5 separate regions of the Sus scrofa genome follow, and all the other regions are linked to region 5. Evidence: chromatin contacts called from public Hi-C and promoter capture Hi-C data. All regions are on one chromosome and are shown on one strand. The core of a region is the stretch at or near the end of the contact, and the rest is flanking DNA. Distances in the headings are between cores, read along the strand shown.

Region 1 (4,802 bases), core at 348-2,847, 200 kb before region 5:
TTATTCACAACTAAAATGTAGAGGAAACCCATCTCCACTAACAGATGAGTGATAAGTAAAACGTGGTGTGTACAACATTCAGCACCCGCCCCCCTTTTTCGGCTGTGTCTGGGGCAGATGGCAGTTCCAGCCAGGCCAGGGGTCAAATCCAATCCACAGGTGTGGCAATGCCAGATCCTTAACCCTCTGTACCACAGTGGGAACTCCAACAATAAGCCTTTGAAAATTTTTAAGTTTAACTTAAATATTTCCTTTACAGGAAAGCAATCATGATACATGCTACATGTATAAACTTCAAAACATTATGCTAAGTGAAATCAGGCAGTCACAAAAAAGATAAATATTTTAAGATTCCACTTATAGGAGTCCCCAGAGGAGTCAAATTCAGAGACAAAAAGCAGATAGGTGGGTGCCAAGGGCAGGGGGACTTTTGAGTGAATGTTTAATGGGCACAGTGCCAAATCAAAAGGTTCTGGAGATGGATGATGGTGACGGTAGCACAAAGATATGAACGTACTTAATACCACTGGACTGTATACTTAAAAGTGGTTGAGAATTTTGTTATATGTACTCACTACAACAAAACAACAAAAATTTGAACTGCACTGATGATGCCCGACATGGACGATAATAACACAATACTCTTCTACGTCGGTTGTAATACAAGCCCAACAAGGCAATCTACAGATTATTCTCAAAAGCTTTTAAAAGATGCACTCATTTCTCTACTGGAATGTGCCTAAGGCAATCACCGGAGAAATACAACAAGCTAAGTTAATGATGATTTTCACTGCAACACTGCTGGCGCACAAAGCTACTAGAAGACCGAGTACTCAGCGGGTAAGGAAACCTGTTCTGTTAACAGACATTAACGCTATACCCAAACGGAGGGCGGAGGGCCAGCCCCTCGCAAGCCAACTCGACAGCCGGAGGAGCGAGCTCTCACCGCGCGGCCTGTCTGCGGAAGGGCGGGGACGCCGCGAGGACAAACCCAAACGGCGCGGATGGCGACTCTGGGACCCAGGGCCCGGGTACGGGCCAGCCACAGCGCTCCCACCGAGAAGGGCTGACCCGCGCGCCCGGCGTCCCCCACGCGGGGGCGCGCACGCCGCCGTGATGCGTACAAGCACGCGCCCCCTGCGGCCTCGGGCGACGGTGATCCCACAATACCCGGGGGGAAGACAGAGGCTGCCCACCGGCCGACCTCCAGGCCTCGTGCCCAGGAGTACGCCTCACATCGGGAGGACCGAACTCTCCACGCGCCTCTCCGCTCCAATGGCGGGCCCCGCACGCTCCTGCCCCACTTCCGGGCTCGGCCCCGCGCGCACCTTGACGCTCTGGTCGCTGGAGCAGGTGGCCATCCGCCGCCCATGGAAGTCGAAAGACACATCGTGGATGAGATCCTTGTGGTCCGCCGCGATGCTGCGCGCCACAAACATGGCTGCGGCAGGCTCCTCCCGCCTCCGAGAGGGAGGCGCGGCTGCGCGCGGACCGCAGCCCACTGGGACCAGGGGCCAGGGCGCGCGCAGCGGTGCTTCCCGCGTGCTGCTTGCGCGCCCCGGGCTGCGCGGCGCCCCACCCCCGGCCCGTCATTCCCTGCGAGGCCCCGCCCCAGCCCGTCATACCCGAGGGGTCCCACCCCTACCCTATCACACCCTGCGAGGGCCCGCCTCGGCCCGTCATACCCCGCGAGCTCCGCCCCCAGCCATCCATACCCGGCGAGGCCACGCCCCCCAACCCCTTATATACCCCGCGAGGCCCCGCCCCAGTCCGTGAGACTCCCTTCCAGGCCCCGCCCCCCAGCCTCATAATCCTCAGACCTTCCCTGCCCCGGCCCTCCCTACCCCGCGAGGCCACACACCCGCCCCGCCTGTTACACTCCGCGGGCCCCGCCCCATGTCCGTCAAACCCCTGGGGGCCCGCCCCACCCCTCCCCCCGGCCGTCAAGCCCCGTGAGGGCACGCCCTGCCCACCATAACTCCGTGTGCCCCCGCGCTCAGCCCAACAGAGCCCCGTAAGGCCACGCCCCAGTCCTTCGTACCCCAAGAGATCCAGCCCAAGGTCGAGCAACCCTACGAGGCCCGCCCCGCCTCGGCTCCGCCTATTCCGCGAGGCCACGCCCTAGGCCGTTACGCTTCGCTGTCACGCCCCGGGCTCGTCACAATCAGCGGGACCCTCCTGAGCCTGTCCTTCCCCTCGGAGGCCTCACTCTTCCCCGCCCTTTGAGCTCACGGGGTCCCTTGGCCTCTTGGGACTCCCGCCACCATCTGAAGAAAGTTAACTGACTGTCGATGTGTAGAAATTGGGGAGGATGCAAAGGTTAAGACTGCTGTCAGCAGGCCTCTGTCCTGACTCAATATCCTCTGCCCCTGTTCGCTGACGCGGTGCTTGGAGCGGGTCAGGGGGGTGCACACCAGAGTGGGCAGCGCAGACGGGCGTGCGTCTGGCTGCGGCAGGGAGGCCGGACTGCTGTCTGGGAGATGCCCCCACCGGGAGGTGGGGAATGCTTGGTCTTGCTGGAAGTGCCTTCACGTGCCTGCCCCCCACCACTAAAAATGGTCAGTTTCTATTGGCGTTTCAAGAGGCAAAGCCCCAAATCCCTGAGTTGCAGGTATGAGTACTAAGAACTATTATAACTTATAAGTTCAAAGGCACTCATTTCCAAAGAAAGTACTGTCTATGAAAGTCCTATGGATTTACAGGAGCTTGTTAACTGAAGTTTAGCACTTGCCATCAGCCTCTATTGCAGCTGCCCACCCACAGTACCCCCTGACCTAAGCTCAGGGTGGAGACCAGGACTGAGGCTTCTGCGCTCTGGGAAAAGTGGATGAACAGATCTTCAGACTATTAGATATTTTTAGGGGAAGGTTTTATGAGCCCAATTATTGCATCTTCTCATATCTAGAAAAACACTGAAATTCATTCATGATGACTAATGTCTGTGACTAGTAGTAACCTTCACAAGACCAGCAGCAAACTTCTGTAAAATGTGTGCAAGGCTACATGCACCTCCCCCTTCACCTGTATGACATGTCTTGATATTCCTCCTTTCCTCTTTGGAAAGTTAGTGGACAAAACAAAAGATGTCATCTGTGAGAACAGCTACTGCCAAGGGTGGGCCAGTCAGCCCTGAGGGAACTCAGGAAACCATATCAACAGAGTGATTACACAAAGACCTTTATGGCTTCCCACAAAAACTGGTTTTCCATAAATCATCTTCTGTAAATCTGGTTATCCGTAAATCTTTCGTTCTTATTACCTCCTGTTTGTTGCAAAAACTCATATATCCTAGCTTCCTCCCTCACCTCAGAGCAGTTTCTCAGGGCTACCTAAGAAGTTTGTCCTGGACTTAAGTCCTAATCTCGCCCCAAATAAAACTTAACTTTCGGAGTTCCTGTCATGGCTCAGTGATTAACGAATCCAACTAGGAAGCCTCACTCAGTGGGTTAAGGATCCGTGGTTGCCGTGAGCTGTGGTGTAGGTCGAAGACGCGGCTCAGATCCCACGTTGCTGTGGCTCTGGTGTAGGCCGGTGGCTACAGCCCTAGCCTGGGAACCTCCATATGCCGCAGGTACAGCCCTAGAAAAGACAAAAAACAAAAACAAAAAAACGAAAAACTTAACTCTCAACATTCAGGTTGTGTTTCTGTGTGTCTACAAGCTCCAAACCTTAAGAAGAAATTACAGGTTTTGAGACAGTAAGTAGATCAATGGAGGTCAGAGATTATATGGGTGGAAGCTTGAATAGAAGGATTTTTTTTAAAGAGATTATTTTTTAGAGCAATTTTTTTTTCTTTTTTTTATACAGCAAATTTGTGTGTGTGTGTCCTTTTGCCTTTTCTAGGGCCTCACCCATGGCATATGGAGGTTCCCAGGCTAGGGGTCTAATCGGAGCTGTAGCCACCAGCCTACACCAGAGCCACAGCAACTTGGGATCTGAGCCGCGTCTGCGACCCACAGCACAGGTCACCGCAACGGCAACGCCGGATCGTTAACCCACTGAGCAAGGCCAGGGATTAAACCCCCGCAACCTCATGGCTCCTAGTCAGATTCGTTAACCACTGAGCCATGACGGGAACTTCTTTATAGAGCAATTTTTTAAAAGAGTGTGGAATAACGGTGGAAGGCAAATAAAGTAGGATCAGGCTGAATTTATTGTATGAACCTGAAGCAGAAGATAAATGCGCTCCAGGATAGACACATAACAACTAGCCTCTTGTTTTCACATTTACAACCAGCCACCTGTCTATGTTTCAAGATAGAAATACAATAGGCACAAGGCAAATAACTTCTGTGAACTTGTTAAACAATGGTAATGACAGGATCAAAAGAGGGGCTGAGCCCTCTTGGACAAAAGAACAAAGAGGTCAGGTACTCCCCATCCTCAGGATCAAGGACACCCCAACTACACATGCGCAGAGACCCCCCTCTGGGTCAGAGAGGGAGGGGGTGCCAGGCCATAATAAGTCTAAATAACCTACCCACCCTGCTCTGCTTTGGAATCCACCTTGGCCAAAAGATCAGATCAGGGAGGGCCCTGGGTCTGGTCAGGTGTGAAAGATAAAGCAAGATAATTAGCTAAAGGAAGACAGAGCAGAAGAACTACTCCACATGAGTGGTTTAAGTCACCTCTCTGGCAGACCCTAACTGAGGGGGGGACACCTGCACCCTCACTACTCCTTTGGGTGTGTATTACTGTTTTGCTTCTGTCTTAGATAAATAGACTAATTCTCTGTATTTCTGTGCTCTCCCACATGTTGTACTGTGTTTTTAAAGATAAATTGACACCTATTTTGACAGTTT
Region 2 (5,038 bases), core at 1,985-4,484, 180 kb after region 5:
AAGAAAGCTTTAGGCCGAGAGCTGGCAATTTAAAAGAAAAGAGGTGCCTGAATACCAACCCCATTGCATTTAATGCAGAGTAAGGTTGGTGCTGGTCCTAAGAGAGACACAAGGAAGAGACCAGCTCGGGTCACACCCCGGCAGGGCCAAGGGGGTTGGGGTGTTATGCACCAGCTGTCCCCCTTTTGGGAGGAACCCTGAAATTGGTGTCAAATGCTAGACCGTGGCCACTTCCGCCTGTCAAGGTCTGTGGACAGTGAGGCAGGGAAGCTGTGAGCCCAGAAAGTAACCCGTGCCCAAGGTCCCTGCCCCGGTGCCAGGCTTTGCTGAGGTGCGGGTGCTCCTTCATGGCCTGACTGTGCACTGCCCCACAGGCTCGGGGCCATGGGACCACAAGTCTGTGTTCCTTCCTTTCCTGACTCCAACCTGTGCTCTTGTTCGGTTTAATCGAAACAGTAAATGAGTACATGATTCCTCGTTATTTCCAAAACTTACCCAGAACATTTGGTCGGATGTTGGTCTAGTTGATTCCTGTTCTCTGGAATCCTGTTTGGATTCAATTACTCAGTTACAGAGAACTGTTGTGGAGGGTGAGGTATATTTGATCATAACAAAAATGATAAGACAGCTGGTCCAAAGATCATTGTTCAGGATATGTCATAGGATTAAGATAAATGTACTTGAGTTCCTCTTGTCTGACCTACTGTCCAGAGTTAACTGAGGTTCATTAACCATGACACTGGTCACTGGAGAAAGAGCTTGAAGTTCTCTGAGTCATCAAATAGGACGTTAGCAACACATGCTTTATGTCGTTTTTGTTGTTAAAGTTCACGATCTATATGTGTACAGTAATCCAGTGAGTACTCTGAGTAATCTTCCAAAAATCCTAGAAGGGGTACTAAGAGTTTTTAGTATTATTATTTCTTAAGAAAACATGTTTCCTGGTTTCTTTTTTTTTTTTTTTTTAATATTTCGAACTCTGTCACCAGTCATAACTTCTTCGGATGAACATGACATGACTCACCTATTCTGTAATGTTTGGCAGCAAATTTACTTTTTCTGCACATATGTTCTTAGTATTGTGGTAGAACTATAAGTAACAATCCCGTATGCTTTAAATGTTTTTGTTTTTTCCCAGATTGTCTTCAAAATCCAAGTCTGTGGACAAATCAGATGAAGACCTACAGTTTCCCAAAGAGCTGATGGAGGACTGGAGTGCCATGGAGGTGTGTGTAGACTGCAAAAAGTTCATTTCAGAGATCATCAGTTCAAGCCGGCATAGCCTCGTGTTGGCCAACAAGAGAGCCCGATTGAAAAGGAAAACCCAGTCTTTCTCCATGGCTTCTGCAGGCCCCTCGGAGTACTGGCCCTCGGAGAGGACCATCAGCGAGGTCTGAGCCCTGCCCTGTGCCCGGCGGCCTCGGTGGAGGGCACTAGCTGGCCCGGCTCAGCCTCGGGCTAGAGGTTGCATCAGGGCAGGTTTCTGCTGCATCACCTTATTCCACAGACTGAGTACTGTGTTCACCTCGATGACACATGACAGGTCAGCCAGTGGCTTGTCCACTCTGAGAGAGGACAGCGGTTTGAAACTTGCTTTTGTGTGTGTGTGTGTGTGTGGATGTGGAGGCAGAACCTTTTTCCTTAGTTCAGTTCTTTACTGCTCCTCACATAGTTGTCTGACTAAGGCAGAAAGCGTCTCAGCACGAACTGGGTCTAAGACGGCGTGGACTTCGGCGCTGCCCGCACGCGCTAAGTCACAATGGCATCTCCAGGACATGGTCCTCGCCGATGTGCGCAGCGCTGCCTGTCCCAGCACAGAACCCGCAGGGTTTGCTCTGACTCTCTGGCTGACTGTGTGGGACTGTTCTCTGGGGTGAGGGCCACGCCCGTGCAGGACGTCGATGCCGCTCTGCTCCAGGTGGGTGGCCGTGTCCTCCACGCTGCTGGCTCTGCCCCGAGTGGGGGAGCATCTTCGGAGCAGTGACAGCTCCTCTGCTCTTGTCTTGAATGTATTATGGTTACCAGTCCTTTCATAACGGGGATCTCAGAAGTAAAGTTTTGTGGTATTTTGGGTCAAAGAAAGGTTAGAAGTTTGTCCAGGGGTTGAGCGTTTTGGCCAGCTGTGACAAGACTGTGACCGTGAAGGATGCCCTTGTGGGCCGCACTGCAGGGAGTGAGCTGGAACCCCACATTCCCAACCACAGTGTCATAACTTTATAGTCTCGCCATCACGCCTAAATTCAGCCACAATTTGGTACCTAAGGTCTCAAACTGAAATTTATTTATTTTTATAAGTGAATTTTAAATGGAAAAAAAAAAACCATTGTCTAGTTCTTTTAAAATTACAAGAAAATTAACCTGCTGATAGGCTTTTTGGATGCTTTTTGCACACGTTTTCCCTGTGAGCGGCTTGAGTGAGCAGGGTGGGGGTTTGGTGAGGTAGGTTGGAGGGTAGCATTGTACACCAGTAATCTCTCGGCTTATTTGGCCCATTCCCTGGGCCGTCCCTTGTTATTTTGGATGCTTAGCAATGTCCCCAGCAATGACCCCAGTCAAGGTGCCAGTCTCTGCGGTTCCCTGAAGCTTCTCCGTAGTCAGCGCTGCGACAGCACCACTTAACCCAAGGCATGGCGGTCACACTTCATGCCATGTCCAGATAGGGTAACATTTCTGTAGTACATTAACAGTGATACCTCAGAACTGCGCTGCGAATTTTTAATGACTGAAATTTATAAATTAGTAAATGGCTTAAAATTGCTTATACTTATAAAATAAACTTTACCAATTGACTGAAGTAATGCATGTGAACAGTTTGTCTGTATTTGCAGGTAAAAGTGGGCCACCAGCAACTCTTAGTGACTTTGAAAATGTTTAAATGGTTGTAAAGACTCTTACTTAAGAGCTGTAAACATTGTTTTGAGTGAACTTCACTTGTAAAATTTTCCAAGGTCAGTTTGGACTCTAGAGCCTGGGTTGTTTGGTGGAGCCTCTGACCACCCCTGGGACAGGGATGCTAGGTGGCAGGCGGGGCTTGTCCCCATGCGCAGTCCCGGCTAGCAGAGTGCGCTTCGAGACATGGTGACCGGTTTACAGGTGTCTTGAAGCAGTAGCCCCAGATGAGAGCTGCGCCTGCATTCACACAGCAGATGAAACCAGCACATGAAACCAGTCTTGGCCGCAGCTGCCCCGAGTTTGATCCTGTGAGGCCGCTGGGGCACAGGCCTCTCGGCAGAGCGGTAACAGTGCAGTTGGGGTCCGCCACGTGGACTGGGAGCTCAGGCGGGAGGGTCTCCCGGGACAGTCTGCAGGAAGCAGAGGAAGAAGGCACGTGGCCAGCTCAGACGGTGGGTACCCCATGTGCAGGGACACGTTCTCGTGCTGAGCCCTCCCTTATTTATGGATGCCCCACCTCCTCGGCCTCATGGTCACTTCCAGAGGGCCTCTTGCTAAGAGCGTGTGGTGATTACAGCCCTCAGCCTCGTCCCCTCAGTTCCTTACTCCCGATTCGCTGCTCCTCCTTGTCCTGTCTCGGCACTTTCTGCGGGTCCCCTGCCTCACCCCCAGCATCACCCTGTCCCCCCAGATCCTCCTTTTCACCCCATGAACCCACCCTGCAGGGAGACCTTTGTTTCCCTTCTCACAGCTTAACTTGCTGCCAGTGTTGCAATAGCTAAGAATGCTTGTAAATACTGTAATATAGTGATTAATATTCGAAAGGCATTCATTCCAGTGGACAGTGAGAATTAACTCTCCCAAGGCGAGTAAATGTTAAACCAAGTAATTGATTTGTACATCGATTTAGCAGTCTTACTAGATTTTAAGTCTTAAGCCTTTCAGATTAAACTAGAAGGTTGTTATGGAGTTTTTAATGATCTTACATTTGATGAGATCCCATGAACTCATATGCTCACCCCATGTAATTAGCACCATGAACTCATAATGGGAATTTTTCAAGGCTTTTATTTTTTTAACTGTATTAATAAACTAAGTCTGGATTTTAGGTGTCACACAGGACACATGAAAATTTCAAACCACGTTGCTATTTGCAAAAGCAAAATAGCAGGCAGTTTTGTACATGCAAACTGTTGAAGGGCCATGAAGAAATGTGTACACTGCGACCTGGCTTCCTGTGTGTATAAAAGTCGAGGTATTGCTGGCATTCAGCGTGACATGACGGTACTAAACATTTTCCATTAAAGTCTTTTATTTTGAAATTTATCTGGGGGAAAAATAAATGACTTTCCATCATGCCTTCTGTGTGGAGTTCCTGTTGTAAAATGGCAATTTCTTTTGGTAACTAGTTGTTAGAAACCACCTAGGGTGGGAAGTTAGTATCAGGGGTTTATGATCAGTTTGAGAAATACAGTCTACAAGGAAATCACTGAAAATGAGCCACCACTGTAACTGCTTTGTCACCAAGCAGCCTGCCTCCTTTTTCACCTCAGTGGGGTAGGAAACTAAAATCCATAACTAGTATATAACAATTTATTATAAAAGAAGTCACATCTGTGGGACAAATTATATAGAGAAAGATAGAGCTTTTGTTTTTTTTCTTCTAAATAGAATTCCTCAAGGGTATGTTCTTTTTTTTTTTTTTTTTTTTTTTTTTTTTTTTTTTTTTTTTTTTTTTTTTTTTTTTTTTTTTTTTTTCCTCAAGGGGTATGTTCTTCAAATGTCCCATCAAAGAAAATTTCTTGTAGTTCTGAAAGGCATAAGAGGGAGTTCTCTTTTGTCACAGCAGGTTAAGGATCTGGCATTGCCTCTGCTGTGGCACAGGTCACTGCTCTGGCATGGGTTCCATCCCTGGCCCAGGAACTTCCACATGCCACAAGCATGGCCGGGGAGGGGGTGGGGAGGAAAGGCTTAAGAAAAAATTAGGGGGAGTTCCCGTCGTGGCGCAGTGGTTAACGAATCCGACTAGGAACCATGAGGTTGCGGGTTCAGTCCCTGCCCTTGCTCAGTGGGTTAACGATCCGGCGTTGCCGTGAGCTGTGGTGTAGGCTGCAGATGCGTTTCGGATCTTGCATTGCTGTGGCTC
Region 3 (4,722 bases), core at 868-3,367, 240 kb after region 5:
TGGGGAGGGGACAACTCCTACGTGTAACGTTCAATTTCTCTTATTTAGAGGGGGCTTTCCCTGCTCCTGGAGAGAAAGCAAGCCTGCTCTAGGGAATCTTCTCCTCCAAACCCTTACTTCTCTGAGATGGACCCTGAGAGCTGCTGGAATTCAGGCAGTGTGTGGTCTGCTAGAAATCTATGCGTGTTGGCTCTGTTATTGAAGATTTTGTTATAGGTCCATCTGAAATCTCAGTCAGTGCTGTGAGCATGAGATTTACAAACCTGCATTAAAAAGCCTGTTAATTTTTAAGTGCCCCTTCCTATATGTTTCTATATCAGTCCTGTATTTTCTACTACTATTTAAACTAAAGGGTTCTCCATTTATGTAGGAGTTTATGCTGCCTTGGCTCTGATCTCCAGGTCCCAGGGTGTCTCCGGGATGTGGACATTAGAGGAAAACTTTAAGACGACAAGTTTTTGTGTCTGATGGTTTTTCGCCATTAAAGAGTAAATTTATTAATTTTCCATCAAATATTCAACAACATATAAAGAGAAAGCAAGTATAAAAAGAAAACAAAATCTGCATAATCTTCAAAAAAAAAAAAAATCAGGGATTTGAAGGGACTAAGCAAGGGGAAAACTGCTGGGTAACTGCCCAGCCAGGAAGCCAGGCTCCCAGTTCAGTGCCACTCTGCAGAGCTCCACATCAATCTCCCTGGCAGCCACATGGCCTCGCCTCAGCTGCATCCCACAGGTCAGAAATCCATGGCAGGGGATCTGTGCCTAGTCCACAGCAGCTCAGGGTTGGCTGGAATTCCTTTGGTGGACAATCACACTCTCTTCAAAGGGTGATATTCTTCAGCCTCTCACTGAGCATCTACTATGTGCTAGGGACATACAACAACAAGGTGAGGATTGACATAGGGACGCAAGCTACCACGTGGATGAACCTCAACAATCACACTAAATGAAAGCAGCCAGGCCCAGTGCTATATGACCACTTTTATCTGAAATGTCCAGAAAATCCACAGAAACAGGAAGCAAATCAGTGGTTGCCTAAGGCTGGGGAAGGGAGTGGAGAGTGACTGCAGATGGCATGATGGTTCTCTGTAGGATAAGGAATGTTCTAAAACTGGGCTGTGGAGGTTTGTACAACTCCATAAATTTACTAAGAGTCATTGAGTTGTATGTTTTAAGCTAGGGAATTTTATCATCTGTGACTTTTCACAGCTGACAATTCCCTTCTGCTTGTCAACCAATGCTTCCTGAACTTCTGGGGAGTCCCCACCTGAGTGCACTGCCTGGGCATCTACAATCTGCAATGACTTAACTTCTCTGCACTTAGATGGTGCCCGGCATGTCCCATTCTTGGAAGAACTGAGAAAATCTCTGGAGTCAGTCTGGGAATGGAACCCCAGCTGAGAAAGGCTGCAAGCTATGCAAAACTCAACACTAAAACTTCATCCCATCAAGCCTAAAGATGTCATTAAAATAATTTCAGAGTTTTTAATCCTGTTGATAAATTTATAATTTTACATAAAAAGGCCAAAGGAAGACAATTCTATTTCATGCATTGTTTTAATTCAAAAATGAAATGCTGTTCTAAGCAGGGTCAGAGAATTTAAAAACCTTTGTTCCTTTAAAGAATATGAAAGAATATCACAGAGTGTCACAGATGACATGACAAGTCACGAGGGCATTTTTAATCAGGGGGAGGCGGTCCACACTCACGGAGCATTGGAGCTAAAAGCCTTCACCTGCCCACGCTGGCGCCCTCTCATGATCAGCAGCATGGCAGGTCTTAACTCCTGGCTCATACGACTGCCCCAGTACACGGTGAAACCAGGCCAGCGGGGTCCAAGGACGCAATCCTCCCCACCCCGGGCCCTCTTGCCACCTCACCGCTCGCCCTTGGGCACAGCCTAGGCCCAGGCCGGACGCACTGCGGCCACAGCCAGCTCACCGGAACACGTGCTCCGAGCTCCAGACCCTCATCTCGCCGCAGCCGCTGCAAATCGCGGCCTGGGATGCTCCAAGACTCAGGATGCTCCGCCCCCGAGATGCCCTGGGCTCTGGCTGCTCCAGGATGCTCTGCTCCGCGCCAGGCGGGGCGTGGGAGGGACTGGGCGGGGCGGGCTGACACGGTGGGCGGGGCTCCTGCTCATCACGTGAGCAGCGGGCAGAAGCCTTGCAGGCGCCCAGAGCCTGCTCTGCCACCACTGCGCAACCGAGGCAGGGCTCATTCCTTCCGGTCAGGTGGTTCAAATTCTCCCAGAGCACCTTCTAGCCAGGCAAGTTCCCAGTGTTGGGAAGGATAACGAACAGGTCTTCTGCTAGCCTGCCAAACCTCTCCACAGAGGGGCAGAGAAAGAAAGCAGCGTCAGTGTGGAATATGCTTTACACTGGTATGTGGGGGCCTCTTGGGCTTTCCACTGTGGGCATTGAAGACCCTAAGTAACCCCACCATTTATGGAGCCAAGCATGTGTGACCCTCCGTCCTTGCTCTCAAGTGACAGGATTTGACAGCATCGCTTGTCAGGGCTCAACCTAAGCTCACCGGCAATTGCAGTGGCCGCTTGTGTTTGCTACATGTCTTTATCCGGAGGAACACATTTCTCATGACTGTCCCATAGGAAGTAGGGTTGCATCTTGAAGCCAGGAGTTTCCAGGAAGTGGAGATGGCTCCCAGGTCCTTGAGAAAAAAACATTCCTGGGTTGCACAACTGCAAAAAGGCCTACCTAGCCTTTAAAAACATTTATGTATGTCTCAAAAGACAAGGACTTGGGAGTGTTCTAGAGCAGATGCTCTAAGAAAAGGGAAAGAGAGACTCTTTCCCCATTGTACCCAGGAAAAATCATTTTTTCTTTTTAGGTATGTATTTATCCTGCCCACTACAAATACAGTTCAAGTGCAAAGAGGCAAGATGCTAGTTGGAGAAGGGGGTGAACCCCCCAGAATGAGCTGCAGGTATGAGGGCAGCACCCTCACCATGCTGGCACCTGAGCTTAACCTGTGCGATGAGCCAGTGAAGTGGCGAGTGGGGAAACAGCCAGAAGCCCTGGGCTGGGCCTCTGGCCCCACCATCAACACTGACTTTTACCGCTTATGGCTCTAAGCTCACAGTAATCTTCCCACATAAGTGTTACTGTCCCTGTTTTATAAATGAGCAAATTAGGGTTGGAGGAGGTGGAAAAGTGCTGAGTGACCACACACAGAGGGTAGAACCGAGATGAGAATCATGTTTCCAAGAGTCCCCTTCACAACCGCGCTGTGTGACAGGCAGTTGTGCCCAGGCCAGCTGTGGAACACACCCTGCACTAGACTCTGGGCTCAGGGATGTCATTTTAGTTCTAAAGAGCGTCACCATTTACAATTAGTATTTTCCACAAATACACACTGAGCATGAAGCTGAAGAAATGGGGCTGGATGCCAGGTTCCCAGAATCACCCAGGCACCCCACATTAGAGGACACTGTCTTGAGAGTTTGTAGGGAAGCTGAGACCCTAACCAGGAAACATCTCAGCACAGAGTCACTACTTAGTGATATGAGGGTGGCCGCTAGTTCCACTGTTCTCTGGACCCCCCTCGCCTTCAAATTGACCTTACACACAGTTGTCGGGTCTTAGCCAGCCAAGCCTGGCTCAGGTGTCAGCACTTCTGGTTACATCTCAACCTGTACACACTCCCCTCCAAGACTCAGAACCACATGTTATGACCATCAGGAACTAGGTTATCATTATTCTTGGTATTTCCAGAGGCAGAAACACAATAGGTACACCATCAATCATTGATTGTTGAACAACAGATCAAAGTCACTACCCTGCTTGAAGTCCTATGCTGCTATCTCCATTTTCAGTTAAAGGCCACCCTCTCTCTCACTCTGTTCCATCAAGTCTTGTCCAGGAGCAGCAACAGCTCCATTGGCCAAGAGTCTGTTAGAAATGGAGACTCCTTTCCCCTGCCCCACTGCACAGCATCTGGGAGACTGCCCCCACAACTTCTCATCTAAACGTTTCAAAGGAAGAGTTTGCACCTGCTCTTCCCACTCCTTTACTGCTGTTTCTTCCCGTGAACGTAATGGGCTCCCAGAACTCCCTCATCCGTCATCCGCAACCCCCTCTGACAGGCGCTGTCAGTCACTCTCCTCCTGGGCCTTGGTGCTGCACACCCTCCTGGAAACTCTGCCCCCTGCTTCCCCACCTCCCCTGCAGACGCCTATTCCCCTCTGCCCTTCTTTCTCTACATCCGCTTCTCGAGTGACTCACTGACTGTCATGGGTCCCACCGCCCCCCAGCCTGCGTCTCCATCTCATTTCTACCCATCTGTCCAGTTGCCCACAGTTGTCCCTAGGTCCTACAGCAAATGTATCATGGTCAGGCATTTCCCACCTTAAGCAGATTCCTCTTCCAGTATTCCCGGCCCAGGTTCCTCGCATCAGGCAGGCACCTGAGCAACAGTACTCCCTGACCCCACATCCAACCAGTCATCCAGTCCTTTGGGATTTACCTCTCACCATTCGTCTTAATTCACTCTTTCTTCCACATCCTTTAGGAGCCAATACGGTTTGTAGTCGTAGCTGAAGGTGTGAGTTTGAAGAGGAACAAACCTAATTTCCAGTCCTGGCCCTCCTTCTGCAAACTGCTAACCTCTCAAAAGGTCACTATATCATCCATAGTTTAAAAAAAAAAAAAAAAAGTCCTTTGGGGCTTGTGGGAATTAGTGAGGGCTGCTGTAAAGTCC
Region 4 (4,697 bases), core at 120-2,619, 210 kb after region 5:
GACTCCCAGCACATGGCACCCCCTTCCTCACCACAAGGACGGAAGTGCTGGAGCAAAGTCACTCACTTTTGAGAAGCCAGAAGCCACTGGCACAAATCAGACAGAGACACTTGGTTCTAATGCCAAATGGGCAGAAGTGTCTTCAAAGAGTATTCAGCACTCTAGGTTTCCCTTGAGCATCAGCCCAGTAACTTCTGGTTTATCTGCAGAGGTGACACAGTAACTAGTGCATTCAACTTTGATTTCCACCAGACTTAAGGGACACTGTAACAGAGATATAAAGGAGGAAACAGAGGAAAGACAGAATTCTGGATTTATTTCTATGCTTTTGGAAAAAAAAAAAAAAAAAAAGCCTTAGGCAAGTAATAGGACATTATCAAAATAACTAGTTTCTCCTAATACTCATTTCTCTAAAAAGAGCTAAAATGGTTGGTTCAGTTAAAACATAAAGAAAAATGCATCTCATTTCATGTTCAGAAACTAAAATGATATAGGGATGCTTTATGTTACTTGTTATATATTTAAAAACCCATCTCCAAGATGAAATCTAAGGTCTCATGAAATCTGCCAAACAAATTAAGTGATGTTTGTAGAGCAGGAAACTTGAGTACTGGCAGGTTTGCCGCAGAGCCCAGGGCAGAGGCCCAGGCCCAGCGCTTGTTGGCGGGGCAGCTCCTGGGCCACATCAGACCTGGCAGGATACCAGGGCCGAGGGCCTGGAACCTACAGAATTAATACGCTCCAAGGCCAAGCTCAGGCTCTAATGTTTAAAACCCGCTGCTGCCCTGACAGATCATTCTTCCCGAGAACTGTCCCTGACCATAGCAAACCTGCAGCTCGACGCCCACAAGTATTTCCATCCAAGTGTTGGAAGGTTACAGCGTGTGGGAAAGCTGTTCCCTTTTTCACTGATACTCTAGTTACTAGAGAAGGGAATATCAAAGGGTTAACTTCTTAAACAAAAAAACCTTTCCACCAAAAAAAAAAAAAAAAAAAAAAAAAAAAAAAAAAAGAAAAGGTAACCAGTTGGCCCAAATGTAGCAAATTCGGCCCCTTTCCAGAGTCCCTCTCCTCAAAGTCCCTGGACACACAGGCAGTAAGCACGAATGTCCCCTCTGACACACGCGCAGAGCGTGCACATCAAGCCCCGGCCGCTGACTTGCTGCCCAGCCTGTGTCTCGTGTCCTGGGCGAGGGGAAGCGCAAGGCCAGGGGCCGGTGGTACTTCACGCCCTGCTGCAGGCAGGGGCTGCCAGGCCCTCCAGCTCCAAGTTCAGGTGGCCGATCACCCACTCCAAGGCCTCGCGACCCTGCCAAGAGAGCAGCAGTGAGGACCCTCTGGGGAAGAGCCTCCGCGGCCCAGTGCCCTCATGTTCTGGTCTCTGCTGAGAGCCACTCAGTAGCCAGGCTGTCCCCGAGCACCACACAACAGCAGTGCTGAGGGATACTCATTATGAAACACGCCAGCTGAGAATCGATCCCAAATTAGAAATCCAGGTTAAGTTTCACACAGCCATCGACACACTGCTTCCTCTATTTTGTCAGACAATATTTACCACTGTTCTTACTGTGAATTCCAAATACAGCTGTACAGATAAACACTGAATCCACTTCCAGACCAAACTGAAAGTTCCGAAGCCAATTTTATGCTTAAAAAAAGCCTCTGAAGATAATCATTATTGCTTGCTTTCTTCATGACTGACCCCCTCAAGAAAAAAATGTATTTGTACTGTAATGCACAGGAGAACAAAACCTCCACATACACACATGCTTTCAGTCTACCAAAAAATCAAAGAGCCAAATAACTGACATTCACAAACTGTCCTTGCCCTAAAAATGCAATTTCCTTGCAAAATTATGCAGGGCACCTCTGCATACTCCAGCCATTGTAGAGTATTCACGAGAATCCACCCTTTCTGGCACTTGTGCCTACTCTGAAACTGCAGTTTGCACAGGCTCACAGATAGAACAAACCAAAGGGTATGAGTGGGAGCAGGGAGAGGGAGGGACAAGACGGATGGAGGATTAAGATTTTTGGGGTTTTTTTTTTTGCTTTTTAGGGCCGCACCTGCGGCATATGGAGGTTCCCAGGCTAGGGGTCTAACCAGAGCTACAACTGCTGGCCACAGCCACAGCCACAGCCACAGCCACAGCCACACGGGATCAGACCTGCACCACAGCTCACAGCAATGCCTGATCCTTAACCCACTCAGGGAGGCCAGGGATCAAACCCACAACCTTATGGTTCCTAGTTGGATTCGTTTCTGCTGTGCCACGACAGGAACTCCGGGGATTAAGATTATACAAACTATTATGTGTTAAAATAAATAAGCTAAAAGCACAGGGAATACAGTCAATATTTTATAATAACCATAAATGGAATATAACCTTTAAAAAATTGTGCATCACTACGTTTATACCTGAAACTTATATAATATTTTAAGTCAAGTATTCCTCAATAAAAAATAGATGAATATTTTTTAAAACCAGTTTCCAAAATGAGTTTCCATGTCTCCCTCTAGAACAGAACTCCCTACATGACAAGTTTTAGACCATTACCTCTATGAGGTTATCCAGAGTCACCCCGAGTTTGTGGAACAAGAGGTTCACTGCAGAAAGGGTCACAGGGTAAAAGACGATGCTTCCCATTGGTGACACTATGAAGAGACATCAGGGGAAAGTGGGACGAAGAGAAAAGCTCCCTTCACACTCATCACTACAGATAGGAGTGAAGGCTCTACATCTGGGAAGGAAGGACAGGATGCTACAATGAGCAGGAAAGACTTAGAAATTTAGAAAACCGTTTGCCAAGATAAAAATTAGTGAGAGTTGGAAGGTTGAAGTCCAGGAAATCTCCCAGAAGGTAGAATAAAGAGGAGAAAAACTATAAGAAAGTTCCAAGAGCAATCCAGAAAGCTTAACATATGACCAAGAGGATCTGCAGAAAAAGAGGAGAGAGAAAATGCTGGGGACGTTACCAAAGGCACCAACACAATGGTTTTCTTTGGATGTCTCAGCTCTGTGTTTACATGGATGTATTTTTTTATGTCTTCCTGTTCTTTACTGAGGTGAAATTCACAAAAATTAACCTTTTTGGGAGCTGCCATCGTGGCGCAGCGTAAATGACTCCAACTAGGAACCATGAGGTTGCGGGTTCGATCCCTGGCCAAACTCAGTGGGTTAAAGCTCTGGCATTACAGTGAGCTGTGGTGTAGGTCGAAGATGCAGCTTGGATCTGGCATTGCTGTGGCTCTGGTGTAGGCCAGCAGCTGCAGCATCGATTAGACCCCTAGCCTGGGAACTTCCATATGTTGTGGGTGTGGCCCTGAAAAGCAAAAAGAAAAAAAAGAAAACCTGTTTTTGTTTTTTTTTTAGGGCCACACCCACAGCATAAGGATGTTCCCAGGCTAGGGGTCCAATCAGAGCTGTAGCCACAGGCCTACACCAGAGCCACAGAAATGCAGGATCTGAGCTGCATCTGCGACCTACACCACAGGTAACGGCAACGTTGGATCCTTAACCCCCTGAGCGAGGCCAGGGATTGAACCGGTGTCCACATGGATGCTAGTCAGTTTCATTAATTGCTGAGCATGATAGGAACTCCACCTCATAGTTTGATTTGCATTTCTCTCATAATTAGTGATGACAAATTAAGCATTTTTCACATGCCTGTTGGCCATCTGTATGTCTTCTCTGGAGAGATGTCTAGATCTTTTGCCCATTTTTTGATTGAGGTTTTTGATTTTTGAGTGGTATGAGCTGTTTGTATATTTTGGAAATTATTCCCTAATTGGCTGCATCATTTGCAAATATTTTTTTCCCATTCTGTAGGTTGCCTTTTTGTTTTGTTTATGGTTTCCTTTGCTGTCCAAAAACTTTTAAGTTTATTTTGGTCTCTTTTATTTTTTTGTTCTTTTCCTTTTTTTTTTTTTTTTTTTTTTGCTTTTTTAGGGCCGTACCTGTGGCACGTGGAAGTTCCCAGACGAGGGGTTGAATTGAAGCTACAGCTGCTGGCCAGCACCACAGTCACAGCAACACCAGATCCAAGCCATGTCTGTGACTTACACCATAGCTCACTGCAACGCTGGATGCCCGACCCACTGAGCAAAGGCCAGGGATCCAAAAGTGCATCCTCATAGATACTAGCCGGATTGGTTTCTGCTATACCACAACAGGAATGCCCTCTTTTTTCATTTTTTCATTTTTTTTTTTTTTTTATTTTTTGGGCCAGACTCAAGGCATATGGGAAGTTCCCAGGCTAAGGGTCAAATCACAGCTGAAGCTGCCAGCCTACGCCACAGCTCAGGGCAATACCAGATCCTTAACCCACCGAGCAAAGCAAAGGATCAAACCCACATCCTCATGGATACTAGTCAGGTTCATAACTCATAGAGCCAAAACAGGAACTCCCTATTTTTGGTTTTATTTCCATGACTCTAGGAGACAGATCCAAAAAGATATTGCTGTGATTTTACGTCAAAGAGCTTTGTGCCTGCTTTCTTCCAGGAGTTTTATAATATCCCATTTTACATTTAGTGTTATAGAATGTTCTCATTTCATTCTTTTACATGCATCTGTCCAAGTTCCCTTTCTTACATGTTGATATCCAGTTGTCTCAGCACCACTTTTTTTGTTTGTTTGTCTTTTTGCCATTTCTTGAGCTGCTTCTGCTGCATATGGAGGTTCCCAGGCTAGGGG
Region 5 (5,038 bases), core at 1,689-4,188:
GTGTAGGCAGGTGTGATAGCTCTGATTTGACCCCTAACCTGGGAACGTCTATATGCCACGGATGTGGCCCTAAAAAAAAAAAAAAGAAAAGAAAAAGGCGTATAAATGTTGATTTGAGTTTTTCAGACATTTTAACTATACAGAGAAATTTTTTAGAAATGGTGAATCTACAGAATAAAAACAATGACAGAAATTGGAACAAAGTATACTGTACATAAAGGCATTTGAATCTTGGAATTTGAGTTGAAGATGGGAAAGTGGGAAGGTCCCAGGTTATCCCATCGTGGCTTAGACCTGCCGAGAGTATGTCAGCATCTGAGAGCCTTTGCATCATTGTCATCAGTCACTTTCTAAGAGCCCTGGAGATGATGGACGGTGGGGCTTATCCAAATTGCAAAGGGTTCTGGAAATCATATTAAAAAATAGTACAGGACTTCCCACTGTGGTGCAATGGGATCGATGGTGTCTCTGCAGCACCAGGACACAGGTTCGATACCCAGACCAGCATAGTGGGTTAAAGAACCCAGCATTGCTGCAGCTTCAGGGTAGGTTGCAACTGCGGCTCAGGCCTGGGAACTCCATATGCCCTCTGGCGGCCAAAAAAGAAAAAAAGGTAAAAAAAAAAAATAGCAGTTATACTGTCTTTGTATAAAAAAGCATCAGGTACAGGTTATACAATGACTAGGTTTGTAATAGAAGATAGCTAGGATTTTTTCCTGTCATTGTTACCTTTACTTGAGGTTTACTTATTGACCTATGCCTGCTGGAGTAGCAACAGTCTGGCTCATGTATTGTTCAGCTGATTAGATCATTTACTTGCTTTGAGGGGAATGAGGTAAGGACAAAAATATTACTGACTTTCGGCTGTAGTTGTCCAAGTGCAATGCTGCAGCAATATCCCATAAGGCCAGAAGATGGTGGTGTTGTCTAGAAACGTAGACCATTCTGCTGGTTTTCTGCTCTGTTCAATCTAGTATTTTTAAGCCCTCTCTATTTTTCAAAATTCACACATGGTCTAAACTTTTAATATAGCAACACTTAGGAATTGTTTCTGTGGGGGTATTTCTACGTTTTTTTTCTTAGAGTTTTTTTTTTTTTTTCTTTTTACTGCTGCACCTGCAGCACATGGCAGTTTTGGACTAGGGGTTGAATAGGAGCTGCAGCTGTGGTCTTACACCACAGCCATGGCAGCACTGGATCTGAGCTTCGTCTGCAGCCTACACTGCAGCTAGCAGCCACGCTGGATCCTTAACTCACTGAGTGAGGCCAGGGATCAAACCCAAATCTTCACAGACACTATGTCCAGTTCTTAACCTGCTGAGTGACAATGGGAACTCCTAGACTTTATACTTCCTGTAGTTTTTGTATTTTTAGGGCCATGCTCATGGCATATGGAGGTTCCCAGGCTAGGGGGCGAATCAGAGCTGTAGCTGCCGGCCTATACCACAGCCACAACAACGCCAGATCCGAGCTGCATCTGTGACTTACACCACAGCTTACGGCAACTCCGGAACCATAACCCACTGAGCGAGGCCAGGGATCAAACCTGAAACCTCATGGTCCTTAGTCAGATTTGTTTTCACTGTGCCACAACAGGAACTCCCTAATTTCTGTGTTTCTAAATCAAGAGGCATATATATACATCCTACCAATATCATGTAAGGAATTGGTTGTTTTCTACTCAGGGCTGTGGCACACATATTTCATTTTTATAAAAAGGATTATAAACCCATGATTAAGTGATGTTAAATAATTGTTTTTCTCTCTTGTAATGATATTATACTTGAGTGCCTAAGGAGAATTTTTTTTCCTCTCGTCTTTCAATTTCTTTCTTTTTTTGGCCACACTCACTGCACATGAAAATTCCCCTGCCAGGGATTGGATTGAAGCTGCAGCTATGGCAATGCCGGATCCTTTAATGCACTGCAGTGGTAAACCTGCATCTCTGAACTGCAGTAGGACTCTTACCCCACTGCACCATAGCAGGAACTCACTCAGTTTCTTCCTTTTATATTCTCTCCTGTTTTCTTCTCTTCTCCCTAATTCTGCTACATGTACTGTGGTATCTTGGTCATTAATAATAGACTGCAGTAATTTCTACTAAAAGATGCAATTGTTGGGAGTTCCCGGTATGGCTCGGCAACAGTGAACCCTACCAGTATCCACGAGGATATGGGTTCGATCCCTGGCCTCGTTCAGTGGTTTAAGGATCCCACTTTGTGGTGAGTTGTGGTGTAGGTTGCAAAAGAGGCTCAGATCCTGGGATGCTGTGTCTGTGGTTGGCAGCTGCAGCATGGATTCAACCCCTAGATCAGGAACTTCCATTTGCCACAGGTGTAGCCCTAAAAAGAAAAAAAAAAAAATGTCGAGAGTGCCATATCTAATAACTGCCTTAAAAGGCTTACTGGTACTTACTATAGGTTCTTTCCTTGCTTGGTTGATGCTTCCAACTCAAGGTTCTCACTCGGCACTAATCTCAGAGTAGAATGTTACCATCGGCAGATAATTTGCAACAAGTTTGTACCTCAGGCCCTGATATGCGCTCTTGGAAAAAGCTGGTGAGTAAAACCCATTAAAGATCCAGTCCTCTTGGGGCTTAGGGTGAAGTTGGGAGTGGATAGGGAGGTTATCCAAGCCAATTGTCTGGTGCCTTGATGGAGATAGTACCCGACAGAGCAGAGCAGGGCGCGGGTACCGGGAGGAGCAAGGGCACTGTGAGGGTTGGCCCGAAAGAGAGAGGGTGCGGTGGTTGGACCAGCGCCCAGGAGCTGGCACTCGGCGGGAGCCTTTGCGGGACGGGGAGGAGCGAATCCCTGGGGCGGGACTTTGGGGCGGGGCCGACTAAGGGGCGGGGTTAACTATGGGGCGGAGCTAGGAAGAGGGACCTACCCGGGGGGCGAGACCAGGGGGCGGGGCTAGCCCCGGGCGGGGCTTTGGGGGCGGGGCCGCGGACGCCATTGCTCTGCTACTTGCTGGTGGCGGTCCTGTCAGGCCCCCTGACCAGCCCAGGTTCTCCGTCTGGTTTCTCACCCAGCTCCCCGGCTCAGTCCCTGGCCCGTCCCCTTCCTGGTGGCGGCCCCGGTCCCGCCCCGTCCCCGCCCTCTACCCGCAGCGGCGCGCCTGGCCCGCTGGGCGGGGTTCCGGGGATGAGGCGGCGGCGGCGCGCAAAGACGATGCTCCGCAGCTGAGGCGACGCGGCGTTGCGAGCGCGGCGCGACCCGCGGGATGGCTCAGCCGGCCGGTCGGGAGGGCGGCGAGGGGCCTCCGGACCCCGGGGAGGCCGCGGGTCCGCCGGCCGCGCTGAGCCTGGAGGAGATCCTGCGGCTCTATAACCAGCCCATCAACGAGGAGCAGGCGTGGGCCGTGTGCTACCAATGCTGCGGCTCTCTGCGCGCCTCGGACGCTGGCCGCCGCCAGCCCCGCCGCCGGGTGCGCTCGGCAGCGCAGATCCGCGTGTGGAGGGACGGCGCCGTCACCCTGGAGCCTGCCGCCGGCGATGCGGGAGAGCCGGCCCCCGCCTCGGGTGAGCCTCCGCCCGCCCCGCTATCCCTTCTCCCGCCGCGGACCCTCCCCCACCGCGACCCCCATCTCCAGCAGCACCACGGACGATCCCCATCCTGGCCCCCGGCGCTTCCGCCCCGGTCCACTCTCCCTTCATGTCTCGCAGGAGGATCCTTGCCGAGGCCCCGGGCCCTTCCCTTGCAGCTCCCGGGGCCGCCGCCCCCCGTCCTTCCGCGCCGTGCCCCTCACCCTCACGGAGGTGTTGGAGCTCGGGCGGTGGGAGCGTGGGCGGTGGCCCCGGGAGCCGTGTGGGCTCCAGGGTCAGTGCGCGGCCTGTCCAGCGCCCCTGCCCACGGCCGGCGGGGAGGCGTGGGGTCGCAGGCGGAAAGCTCTGGGCCGTGTGAACGCGCGGGTGGTGCTCGGGGCCGAGCCCGGGTGGGACGCGCTGGGCGCTGCCGGCTTCCAGAGACCTGGCCGGGCCGGCTGTCCCGAGGCTGCGCTCATCCAGCGAGAGGCTGGTAGTACTTTAAACCACTGCACACCAGGTTCTCTCAGTTGAAAATGCAGACAATTGAGCCCTGAGGAGAGAAAGCTATTTTGGGAGAAATGGAGGAAGCGACTGAATTATGATAAAAATAAAGAAATAATATGGTTTCCGTGCACCTTACAATTTGTTGTGATGGAAAACAGGCTTGTGAGGTTAAAAAGTTGACAGGTTGTCAGATAAATAGGTACAGTGGATTTTACTTAGGTCATTTTCTGATGTAAATTCTGGAAGACTATTACCTACCCGTCAGCATATAGCTAGGGCTTACCCAAATTTCTGTGGATGAAAAAGAGGTGGATAATAGGTTTCTCCTATCAGTTTTTATCTAATTCAGTCTTTCGAGAGACAAATCTATTAAAAACAGGAAAAAAAATCCACCCTCACTTTTAGGAAGTTGATGGAAGTGTCAAAATGTTTAAGGTGAAAGATGTGCTTCAGAATTAATAATGTGACATCTAATGAAAATCCTCATTAAATTGATCGGGGTAGAGAACAGTCAAGATTATGTTATCAATTTTTTCAGTTCCAACAGAGTAGTTATTTATTTTTGGTGTCAGATAAACAGATTTTTAGAATTTTTATTTATTTAAAGCTAGTCTTTTTAGGATTCTTTTGAAATTATTTAAGACAATTTTTTAGTCTATTTGATGTCTGTTGCTTTTAAACTTGGACTTAATGTTAGTGGGAAATATTTATAATTGCAGTTTATTTACAGTTTATTAACATGACATGAAAAGATGCTTTTGTAAAATATAGCAAAGCCATGTCTTCAAAGGGAAAAATGGTTGTGTGCAGCCTGGTTTTAGAAGTAGCATTGGGGGAGTTCCTGTTCTGGCTCAGCTGAAACAAATCCGAATCTGACTAGTATCCTTGAGGACCCAGGTTCGATCGCTGGCCTCGCTCAGTGGGTTAAGGATCTGGCGTTGCCATGAGCTGTGGTATAGGTTGCAGATGTGGCTCGGATCTGGTGGTATTGTGGCTGTGGCGTAG

Evidence for each region. Promoter capture Hi-C pulls out the DNA fragments that hold promoters and counts their contacts. A called contact is a pair of places that touch in the nucleus more often than the background predicts.
Region 1: a Hi-C map of skeletal muscle shows a contact between it and region 5, with 7 times the contacts expected there. The contact joins the promoter of CEP192 here to the promoter of SPIRE1 in region 5. A contact is called at or near these places in 1 of 47 Hi-C or Micro-C datasets (skeletal muscle) and 1 of 2 datasets of contacts at active chromatin or transcription factors (alveolar macrophages).
Region 2: a contact with region 5 is called in a Hi-C map of omental adipose tissue, with 2.5 times the contacts expected there. The contact joins the enhancer-like site here to the promoter of SPIRE1 in region 5. A contact is called at or near these places in 4 of 5 promoter capture datasets (fetal liver, fetal skeletal muscle, liver and 1 more), 23 of 47 Hi-C or Micro-C datasets (adipocytes, adipose tissue, alveolar macrophages and 15 more) and 2 of 2 datasets of contacts at active chromatin or transcription factors (alveolar macrophages and skeletal muscle).
Region 3: a contact with region 5 is called in a Hi-C map of brain, with 10 times the contacts expected there. The contact joins the enhancer-like site here to the promoter of SPIRE1 in region 5. A contact is called at or near these places in 4 of 5 promoter capture datasets (fetal liver, fetal skeletal muscle and liver), 8 of 47 Hi-C or Micro-C datasets (brain, embryonic fibroblasts, epiblast stem cells and 3 more) and 1 of 2 datasets of contacts at active chromatin or transcription factors (alveolar macrophages).
Region 4: a promoter capture Hi-C map of skeletal muscle shows a contact between it and region 5, with 5 times the contacts expected there. The contact joins the enhancer-like site here to the promoter of SPIRE1 in region 5. A contact is called at or near these places in 3 of 5 promoter capture datasets (fetal liver, fetal skeletal muscle and skeletal muscle), 4 of 47 Hi-C or Micro-C datasets (embryonic fibroblasts, omental adipose tissue, retroperitoneal adipose tissue and 1 more) and 2 of 2 datasets of contacts at active chromatin or transcription factors (alveolar macrophages and skeletal muscle).

What each region holds. Positions count from the first base shown.
Region 1 is chr6:96,732,203-96,737,004 of Sscrofa11.1, forward strand. It overlaps CEP192 (centrosomal protein of 192 kDa), which reads right to left and starts at 1,598. Exons shown (of 54, transcript XM_021096019.1): 1 at 1,329-1,598. The coding sequence starts at 1,439.
Region 2 is chr6:97,110,342-97,115,379 of Sscrofa11.1, forward strand. SPIRE1 (protein spire homolog 1) reads left to right here. Exons shown (of 18, transcript XM_021096025.1): 18 at 1,139-4,250. The coding sequence ends at 1,397. Among named protein-coding and RNA genes, the nearest start is that of PRELID3A, 88 kb to the right of the region's middle. Within about 2 kb of position 3,235, at least 2 of the 83 cell types and tissues checked have an H3K27ac peak or open chromatin away from gene starts, as enhancers often do. A contact at or near this core is called in omental adipose tissue, where this site is marked.
Region 3 is chr6:97,170,429-97,175,150 of Sscrofa11.1, forward strand. It overlaps PRELID3A (PRELI domain containing protein 3A), which reads right to left. Exons shown (of 10, transcript XR_002344989.1): 3 at 2,539-2,673; 4 at 1,945-2,328. Among named protein-coding and RNA genes, the nearest start is that of PRELID3A, 28 kb to the right of the region's middle. Within about 2 kb of position 2,118, at least 43 of the 83 cell types and tissues checked have an H3K27ac peak or open chromatin away from gene starts, as enhancers often do. A contact at or near this core is called in brain and embryonic fibroblasts, where this site is marked.
Region 4 is chr6:97,147,037-97,151,733 of Sscrofa11.1, forward strand. The region is part of intron 8 of PRELID3A (PRELI domain containing protein 3A); the gene reads right to left. Among named protein-coding and RNA genes, the nearest start is that of PRELID3A, 51 kb to the right of the region's middle. Within about 2 kb of position 1,370, at least 15 of the 83 cell types and tissues checked have an H3K27ac peak or open chromatin away from gene starts, as enhancers often do. A contact at or near this core is called in fetal liver, fetal skeletal muscle and skeletal muscle, where this site is marked.
Region 5 is chr6:96,931,085-96,936,122 of Sscrofa11.1, forward strand. It overlaps SPIRE1 (protein spire homolog 1), which reads left to right and starts at 2,939. Exons shown (of 18, transcript XM_021096025.1): 1 at 2,939-3,523. The coding sequence starts at 3,226.